Linked DNA regions of Sus scrofa: region 2 is linked to region 1. The links are chromatin contacts, called in public HiChIP or PLAC-seq maps. All regions are on one chromosome and are shown on one strand. The core of a region is the stretch at or near the end of the contact, and the rest is flanking DNA. Distances in the headings are between cores, read along the strand shown. Region 1 holds the start of PAPD4 (poly(A) RNA polymerase GLD2). Region 2 holds the start of MTX3 (metaxin-3).

What was found. HiChIP or PLAC-seq counts read pairs in DNA pulled down with a chosen protein or histone mark.
Region 2: a contact with region 1 is called in an H3K27ac HiChIP or PLAC-seq map of alveolar macrophages. The contact joins the promoter of MTX3 here to the promoter of PAPD4 in region 1. A contact is called at or near these places in 1 of 47 Hi-C or Micro-C datasets (embryonic fibroblasts) and 1 of 2 datasets of contacts at active chromatin or transcription factors (alveolar macrophages).

Annotation. Positions count from the first base shown.
Region 1 is chr2:88,325,867-88,330,937 of Sscrofa11.1, forward strand. PAPD4 (poly(A) RNA polymerase GLD2) reads left to right here and starts at 2,384. Exons shown (of 16, transcript XM_003123752.6): 1 at 2,384-2,744; 2 at 2,951-3,019.
Region 2 is chr2:88,677,875-88,682,945 of Sscrofa11.1, forward strand. It overlaps MTX3 (metaxin-3), which reads right to left and starts at 2,493. Exons shown (of 10, transcript XM_013994941.2): 1 at 2,359-2,493; 2 at 1,770-1,839; 3 at 1,333-1,409; 4 at 1. The coding sequence starts at 2,439.

The DNA of each region.
Region 1 (5,071 bases), core at 1,134-3,633:
GCATATAACAGATACAACATAGAATAGTGGTCCTATTTTTATCCATCTCTCTATTCTATTCCACATTACCACATCCAAATCTAGAAATTATAGATGACTCCACATCACAGAAGAGCTCATGATGTCAATCATATGCCAAATATAAAGTTGACAATCACAAAAACCACGTCATCAAAAACTTCAAGTCCCTTTCTGTTGTCATTCTTCCTTGACTCTGTCCCAAAGCTGGGGGTTAAGTGCAGCAGGGGCCAACACTGTGCTAGGGTAGGAGACAATCATACAGTTTTTCTTTCTCAGTCTTAGTCAATAGTGAAATATATTGTTTGATTTTTCAATGTTAATTCAGCCTAGCATTTCTGGGATAAGCCCTCATTTGGGCATATTGTATTATCTTTTTTATACATTGTAGAACATGAATAGCTAGAATTTTGTGAAGAATTGTTGCATTTATGTTTATGAGGCTATTGGCCTGTGGTTTTCTTTTCTTGTAACATCTTGAGTTTGGGTATCAAAGTAGTGCTGACCTTCCAGAATGAACTGGGAAGTCCTTCAATTTCCTGGAGGACTTTTGTAGCATTGGAATTAAAAATAAACCATGTTACTACTAAAAAAGAAAGCCAGAGGTACTATATTAACATCAGATGGAGTACAATTAGGGCAAAAAGTATTACCAGGAAAAAAGGGGGTCATTTATAAAGTGGATCATTTCATAATGACAAAATAATTTTCATATTCAATTTAATTAAGGATAAATTCACCTAAATAATAGAATAATTCTAAATGTTATGCAACTAACAGCAAAGCTTTACAATTCATGAAGCAAGAACTGATAGAACAGCAAAATGAAGTAGAAAAATCCATAATTATAATCAGGGATTTCAGCACTCCTTTCTTAACAATTAATACAATAAGTAGACAGAAAATCAGTAAGTGTGTTCTAAATCCTTCACAGGATTTACATTTGAAGAAATATAAATCAGGCAATGTGATGTGATTGACATTTGTAGAGCATTTAACCCAACAGCTGCAGCATATACATTTATTTTAAATATACACTGAATATTTACCAAGACAGAGCAACAGAACAAGTCTCAATAAATGTAAAATAATTCAAATTTTATGAAGTATGTTCTTTGATAATAATGGGATTAAGTTAGAAATCAACAGAAATATCTTGAAAATCTGATACTTGGAGACTAAGTAACACATAAGTAAACCACAGATCAAAGAAAAAAACTATAGGGAAATTAGAAAGTATTCTGAAATTAAGTAAAATGAAAACACAACATATTAAAATCTGGGAGATGCAGCTAACACAGTACTTTGAGGGAAACTTATACCACTAAGTGCTTGTATTACAAAGAAGAAACATCTCAGATCAATGACCTCAGTTTCCAAGAAATTGGAAAATTAATTTTCAAAACTTCAAAAATAAAAAAAGCAGAAGGAGTTCCAGTCGTGGTGCAGTGGAGGCAGATCCGACTAAGAACCATGAGGTTGCGGGTTCGATCCCTGGCCTCACTCAGTGGGTTAAGGATCCAGTGTTGCCATGAGCTATGGTGTTGGTGGCAGACATGGCTGGGATCTGGCCTTGCTATGGCTCTGATGTAGGCTAGCAGCAACAGCTCTGATTAGACTCCTAGCCTGGTAACCTCCATGTGCCTCGGGTGCAGCCCTAAAAAAAAAAGAAAAAAAAAAAAAGAAAAAAAAAGCAGAAGGAAGCAAACATAATAGCAGAAATCAACACAAGAGAAAAGAAAAAGAAAGGAAATCTATGCACACAAAAGCTGACTTTGAGATCTGAAATCAGTAAATATGCCTTTTGTCAGATTGACAAGAAGAAAAGACACAAATTACAAATACCAGGAATGAGGGAATGAGATGCTATAGATTTAAAAAAGACAGTAAAGGAATATCGTTAACAGATTTCTATGAATAAATTCAACAACTTAGATATCTTCACAACTATTAAAGCTCACTCAAGAAGAAATATTAAATATTTGTTGAATTAGCGAATGTTAGTCATTAACGGGCAGGGAGCTGAGTCTGGGCTTTATAGATGAATAAGGCATGTTTATTCCCAAATAGTTCTCAGTTTATTAATGGGGAAAAAACAAGTAAAGCTTAATATTGGTTAGTGCAGAAGGGTAAGGGAAAACTTGGCCAGGAAATCTTCTCCATGGAGGAGTCAACCGGCTGAGACAGGAAAGACCGGTAAAAAATGATTATCACATTGTGAGCTTGGGCAGTGAGGTGAAGCGAAGCTCCTGGGCTGTACCATCCCTTCCCGTACTCGCGCTCGCAGCTGCCCAGCCGCCTATTCTGGCAGCTAGAATCCCGGCATCTGTGCACCTGCGCACTCGAGCAAAGAGTTCCCGGGAGCGAGCGAGCGAGGCGGCTACCGGAAGTATGACCTCTCTCTCCCTGCTCGCTGTTCCCATCCGGGGTCAGGACGGTCTTCCGGGTGTTTCCGAAGGGGCTTTCTACGCCGCTTTTTTCGGCGACTTTTTGGTCTTCCGTATCTTGCCCCCGAGCTCCCACACCCTTGTTGGCCCTGCCTTTTCTTGGGTCGCTTCTCCCCGACCGCCGAGCCCGGAATTTTGATCGCAATCCGGATCCGCAGCCGGGCCTAGCCACCCCACGCGGGCCACTACTGGCTCGGGCGGAAAGCTGGGACCGAGCGCGCCGGGCCGTCGCTGCTCCGGCCGTGAGGCTCCTGGGCGGGCGGTGCCCGTAGAACGCTTGTGAGTTAGGAGGTTTCAAAGAGGAAAGCAACCTTGTAGGCTCGGGTGGGGGGCGGGACGCCGGGAACTTTTTCTGAAACTGTACTGTTTGGCGTGGGAGGTATCCTAGTCGTATGGGCGGTCCCCAGGCTTCTATACTTTCTGAAGAATCTTAGGAACTCATTTACGTTTTTCATTCCTTTTCCTTTCTCGCACCCCGCTCTCAGTCTAGGACCGAACGAAGAAGATTGTCTTGGGACCCTGCATGGTGTTTGAAAGGGTGGTGAGGAACTAAGGTAAATATCTGGGTCAGTCCTTTAAAATTTAAGACTTCATTAAACGGTTGTGAAATTGCCTCAGTTCTTAGTTTTATGGGGAAAATGCACAGGTTAGGACGCCGTCCGATTGTTGTTTAACCCCTTTATTTTTGCCCCGTTCAGCCTTTATAGGTAGGCTCTTCATCTCTCTTTCTAGGCTAGAACAGGAGGAGTTTATGTGTCTCACAAATTCTGGATTATCCCGGATCCCTGCCTTGTTTGAGGTCTCTCAGCTCTTTGTTTAAAATAGCAGTTGTTTATTTTTATTGGTATACTAAAAGAGTGAACACGAAAGAGAAACTAAAAGTCAAGCTAAAGTGGCAACTTAACAAATGTGTGGTATATGGTTTTGTTTGGAAAGATGATTATTGAAGACCAAGTATGTGTGTTTGTAACTACAGCTATTCTTGTAAATCCCCTCATATTGTATGCTTTATTACCACAAGGCTTTTCACATGGCCTTAACAGCCAGAAGGCTCTTAATATGTACTGCTTAATAGCTAGTAATAGTAATATTACTTTGTTTTTGTGAATAGTCTCAATTTTGTCTGATCAGAAAATGCTCCATGTGGAAGAGACCATTTTCATTTAATTAAGAAATGTCCTTTGGAGTCATATGGCTTGATTATTTTTTAACACTTGAATGGAATCTAATTCTTTTTTTTTTTTTTTTTTTGGCCGAGTTAGGGCTTGTGGCAGTTTCCCCAAGCCAGGGATCAAGGGCTCTAATTCTTTTTTTTTTTTTTTTTTTTTTTTTTTTTTTTTTTTTGTCTTTTTGCCATTTCTTGGGCCGCACCCTTGACATAAGGAGTTTCCCAGGCTAGGGGTCGAATCAGAGCTGTAGACACGCCAGAGCCACAGCAACGTGGGATCCGAGCCGCGTCTGCAACCTACACCACAGCTCAGGGCAATGCCAGATCCTTAACCCACTGAGCAAGGCCAGGGATCGAACCTGCAACCTCATGGTTCCTAGTCGGATTTGTTAACCACTGTGCCACGACGGGAACTCCAAGGGCTCTAATTCTTGAAAAAAATATCTTTTTTCCTGTAGGTGATTTGACAGCGGGTCCGATGGATTTAGGAATTAGACTTTTTGCATTTTGGAAATGACTGTAGTGGTTCAAAGAAATCGGACAAAGTGACTGGATAAAGATAAATTGATTTAGCCACTACAGTTCTGATTTTAATACTAGGGCTATTCCACTTTTCAGGGAATCTTTTTTTTTTTTTTTTTTTTTTTTGCAGATTGGGGGTGGGTTGTCATTGTCTGTGGCAGGTGGGAGTTCCTGGGCCAGAGATCTCTCTGCTGCAGTGATGCTACTGATGTTGCATCTGTAACCTGCTGTGCTACAAGGGAAATCCTTTACAGGGAGTTAAAAAAAAATTTTTTTTTGTTATAGTGGATTACAATGTTCTGTCAGCTGCTGCTGTACCAGTGTCCCAGTCATTCATATATAAATATACATATATATATATATACATTCTTTTTCTCACATTATCTTCTGTCTTGTTTCATCACACATGATTGGATAGAGTTCCCTGTCCTATACAACAGGACCTCATTGCTTATCCACTCTAAATGTAATAGTTTACATCTACTAACCCTAAACTCCCAGTCCATCCCACTCCCTTCCCCTTCCCCTTGACGATCACAAGTCTATTCTCGATGTCCATGGGTTTGTTTCCTTTCTGTAGATAGGTTCATTTGTGCTGTATTTTATTTTATTTTTTTGTCTTTTGTCTTTTTTAGGGCCATACCTGCAGCATATGGAGGTTCCCAGGCTAGGGGTCCAATCTGAGCTGCAGTTGCCAGCCTACACCACAGCCACAGCAATGCGGGATCTGAGCCGCATCTGCGACCTACACCACAGCTCAGGGCAATGCCCAGATCCTTAACCCACTGAGCAAGGCCAGGGATCAAACCACCAACCTCATGGTTCCTAGTTGGATTCATTTCTGCTGTGCCACGATGGGAACTCCACGTGCTGTATTTTATATTCCGTATATAAATGATATCAATTGGTATTTGTC
Region 2 (5,071 bases), core at 1,243-3,742, 350 kb after region 1:
TCTGTCAAAAAATATAAAACCAAAACCTTAGTAAGTCAAGAGCATCCCAAAACAGGGAAGCTAAATAAATTATTTAGCTCCTACTGTTTCTCAAAAATGGCAAACATATTAAAAGGGGAAAAGAGAAATATGAATTCAGTGACAAATGTTGCTTAATGAAAGTAAAGTTCTTATCACAGCCGTCATGCACACAGAAAGCTCAATTAATGTTAGTTTAGGCTTTTTTTTAATTATTAACTATTATTTCAATGATTTTTTTTAAATCTTATTGGAGTATAGTTGACTTACAATACTGTATTTAGTTTCAACAGAGTGACTCAGTCATACATGTAAATATATCCATTCTTTTTTCTATATAGGTTATTACAAACTATTGAGATTTTCCTGCGCTATACAGTATCAAACTGGTTTTTGTTTTTGTTTTTGTTTTGTCTTTTGAGGGCTGCACCCTCGGCACATGGAGGTTCCCAGGCTAGGGGTCTAATTGGAGCTACAGCTGCCAGCCTATGCCATAGCCACAGCAATGCCTGATCCTTAACCCACTGAGCAAGGACAGGGATTGACTGAACCCGCAACCTCATGGTTCCTAGTCAGATTGCTTCCGCTGCACCTCGACAGGAACTCCCATACAGTATCAAATTGTTAATGACCTAGTTGAGTTTAGTGCATGGAATGTAACACAAACTTAATATGTAGAAGCTATCATTATTTTCATCAATAATGAGGAAAAAGCTCTAATTAGCTGCATTTTCCTCATTAAAAAAGAAAATCTTCCAATTTAGAAAAGTTCTAAATTTTGTTGACAGAAGACTTCTTTTTTTTAAAAAAGTATTGGCAAAACCCACAGGTTTTGCATTTATAAAAACTGTTACATGTTTAAACTTTTGAATACATTATATAAAACTTTGCATGTTCTGACATTTTGTATACATTATTTCATGAAATAATTATCTGCACCTATTGGTTGAAGTGCTTTAAGAAATAAACGTTGATGGATGATGGGAACTCACATGTCATACCCAGCACAAAAGGTGTGGCAATTATGTGACTAAATTTACAATCATATCAATAAGCGTAATAGTGAAGATGGCTAAATTGAATCTGCTTATATCTAAATTTCAATAAAAACGAAGCCAAGTGCACAAAAATATAAACTAATTCACTATACAGGTTTCCTATCACAGTGCAACACATGATTTAGAGCCATGATTCTCAAATCTATTTTAATTCCAATCCCCATGTATCATCGAAAAGTCTAAAAAGTATTTTTAATGTACTTTTTTGAAAACACACAGTGATGAAGAATTTACTTCTTCAAACAGAACCACCCACCTGTTTTCTTAAAAAGTTTAGTATTTTTGCCGGCTGAGAAACAATGTTGTCTTCAGTTGTCAAAACTGGTACATCTCCTATAATCAAAGAACAATTTACATAGAAGGAAGCATTTTGATCTCCTCAGAAGAGATTCCAATACCCTAAAAACTATACCAATCATATTTGGAGGAATAAAAAAATGAGTAAGTCACTTTAGGTTTTTGCAATTTCACAAAGAACAGTTCTGGAGAGCATTTTCACTTCTCATAATTTCCACTGATTTGGCTTGTCCTTTGAAGTATTACTCAGAAAGATCAAAACATAAGCAACACACTGCCAAGGTCATGTAAGAACTAACCCCCCAAGGTACTCCATGGCCACAAGCCTCCTAGCTCTAAATGGGAGTGAGGAAGTTAAACAGGGTAGAAAGGGGTTTTTAAAAGTTTACACTGTACCTCTTGAACCTTTCCAGGTGTTATCTATGACATTGACTTTTAGGGGTGCACCAGAAAATTTGGCGTAAGCCTGAAAGAGAGTTTGCAATAAAACATTTTAGACTGAGTACGTAATGCAAATCTGCAGAGCAGCTTCACTTCAAAGCCTGGTCCCCCGAAGGCAGAGACGCCTGACTCGCGGGCAGAATTCCTCCCCCGACTTCTAGCCGGGGTTGCGCGCGCCAGCTATCAGGATTTTGAGACATCTCCCCCAGCCCCCCAAGACGTTACTGAGAAGCAGAGCAGGGAGCGCGCGCCTCCTGTTTCGGGCTTTCATTCCTCCGCCTAGACTGCTCTGCACGGCTGAGAAAACTCGGAACCAAGCGGAGAAGACGTGACTCTCACGCTAGGCTTCCGCAGGGTCACAGGCTAGGCTGTAACTCGTTGGACGGGAGGGAGCCCAAGGCAGTGCAGCAAGCAGCGCCCCAGCCGGCCTGGGCCCGGAGCGCCGCTGAAACCGCGGCTAGCAGCCGGGACCCCGCCCAGGCAGCCTCGCGCCTCTAGCACCGCCTCTTCTTTCCCGCGCCCTGGCCGGGCGGGACGGCCTCACCATCACCACCAGGGACTCGCTGTGCACGGATGGGAGCCCCCAGCCGCCTCCCCAGCAGCTGAGCTCCAAGGGGGCCGCCATCTTGCAGGGGCCGACCTTTGCTATCCCGGAAGTGCTTTTGTCGCCTAATTTCCGGCACGTGGAACTGAGGGGGCGGGGCGAAAGGGAGGGAAGGTTATTTTGGGGACTGGGAGAGACAGGAAAGGACCCCTGGAGGGGTTAGGGGCATGCTCAGAGCTAGCTTGGCCTAGGGGTAAAGAGTCCTGAGCCCTCAGTCAGACAACCTTAAATATTTATTGGATTTCTAATGTGTCCCAAGCTCATTGAACAGTACTACCGTGGGCTTTAAGCCATTTGTAGACCAGGCATGACAGTTTATTCACAAGACTATTGTGTTTAAAATTATGACATGGGAGGAGAGAATTTGGCATAGAGTAGGCACTCTATAATTGTTTGCCCCTTCCCGCATATATTTGGTTTCTACCCCTTTCCACTCTCGGTCTCAATTATAGTCACCTTCATGTTCACTTGTTACACTCTCCTTAAAAGTAACCCTATTCCTAAAGTTTGTCAAGTGAATTCTACCTTCCTTCAGTCTAGAATATCTTTGTTCCCTCAAAAATGAGCTTAACTGTCACTTCCCTAGGACTATTTTCCAAAGTTAGGAACTTCTGGATTCCTGTAGCCCTTTGTACATGCCTGAATTGTAGCTTCTATCTAATACAGACTTTTTGCCTTTTGGTGTACTGGAAGTTCTTTGAAGACAGAAACAGGAATGGCTTCATAGATGTGAGACCTCAAAGAGGAACCTATACTTAGAGGGGCCCATACTTGCCTTAATGTTCTAGTGTCATTGTCTTAAAATTCTTAATTTTTGAACAAAAGGCCCTGCATTTTTTATTTTGATTGGGTCCTACAAGTAATGCCACCAGTCATGCCTGTGGGCCTAATGGAGGTGAACTACATGTTTATTGAACATCAAACTGACAACTGCTAAGAAAAGCTGAGAAAAAAGAGAAAAGATAGGTCTTGAGAATGCCATGATCCTAACATGCTTACTGGATCTTGGAATAAGGACAAAGTTGCCAGGTTTTTATCTAGATGGCACAGTAGAGTTTCTGGGATACCCTCTCAGTCATTCCTCTGAGTTCTTGCCTTTCCTTTACCCCGAGATGGTTAGGTCCCTTTAAACAACTGAGTAAGCAAAAGAATCTCTGCAAATTTTCATAAAGATACAACTCAACAGGTAATTGCTAAGCACTCCCTTACTGTTTACATAGCCATCTAAATTACAATAGCAATGTGCTAAAGTCCTTTTTCATGTTTCAAAAGCAAAGAGTTCTCAGAAATGAGAAGGGAAGTTATGTCAAAGATGAGATTTCATTAACAAAACTTCAAAGTGAAAAATGTGTAACATATGTACCATTAAAATTAAATGTCAAAATATTTATTGAACAGCTACTATATCCAAACACTATAAGGCTCTGAGAGAATACAGAGATAGATAAGTCATGAGTTCTTCCAGAGTTTATAGTCTACAAAAGAGACAAAAAAAATTAAATGTAACAAGTCAGGCTACCATGAATAAAGTTAAAGATGAAAATAAAATATTATGGAGTTCCTGTCGTGCCTCAGTGGTTAACGAATCTGAATAGGAACCATGAGGTTGCGGGTTTGATCCCTGGCCTTGCTCAGTGGGTTAAGGATGAGCTGTGGTATAGGTTGCAGACACGGCTTGGATCCCGCATAACTGTAGCTCTGGTGTAGGCCAGCAGCTACAGCTCTGATTCAACCCCTAGCCTGGGAACCTCCATATGCCACAGGAGCGGCCCTAGAAATGGCAAAAAGACAATAAAATAAAATACAATAAAATAAAGTATTGTGGAAGCACAGAGCAGGAATGATGCATCTTCTGTGGGATTAGTGGAGGCTGTCTGTTCAGTCTTTAGTACAAAGTAATTCAACTTTGAGATTCAAGTAATTGGACTTACCAGTTTAGAGGATTAAAATCCCAAGCCATAAAGCTCAGAGTCCATATACTACAATCAGACATTTAAAGTAATCGTAAACAGAGAATGTAGACTACTTGAGTCTTGTTTATAAGATGGTGGAGGGGTGAAAATACATCCTCATGGACACACAATGCCTTCTCCCTTATTGCTGCTGTTACATATGACAGTTTCATTTTCATTAAAGAGAAATTAAGTCTCTTAGCATTGAGTTGAGACAGAACAGCATGCTATTGCTTCTGATAAGAGAATCCTTACACACAGGTTTATTTGTGCCTATTTAATAGCAATCTTTTATTGCTGCAATTCCCCTTGAGAGTCTGTATTTGCTAGATTGAATTTTAAAATCCCAGCACAGTTGATTGCACAACCAGGCTGAATATTGCCCCAGAGAACCACACAGAAAGCTGAAACCTTCAGGAATTATGCCTGGTATGGGTAATTGGTCTCTGTGCCTTTTTTTTTTTTTTTTTTTTTTTTTGGCTACTAGAGAGTATTATTCAGAGTTTGTCAAAATCATAATTTCAGATTCCTACCAGGAAGCATACTATGTGCAAAATATTCACATACAGGGGCATGGGGTGACCTGAATTGCAGCTTTGTAATGAGTATTCCAGACAGTGTTTTCCCTGAGAAAGAAAAAAAAATTTTTTTTTTGTCTTTTTAGGGCCACACCCGCAGCACATGGAGGTTCGCAGGCTAGG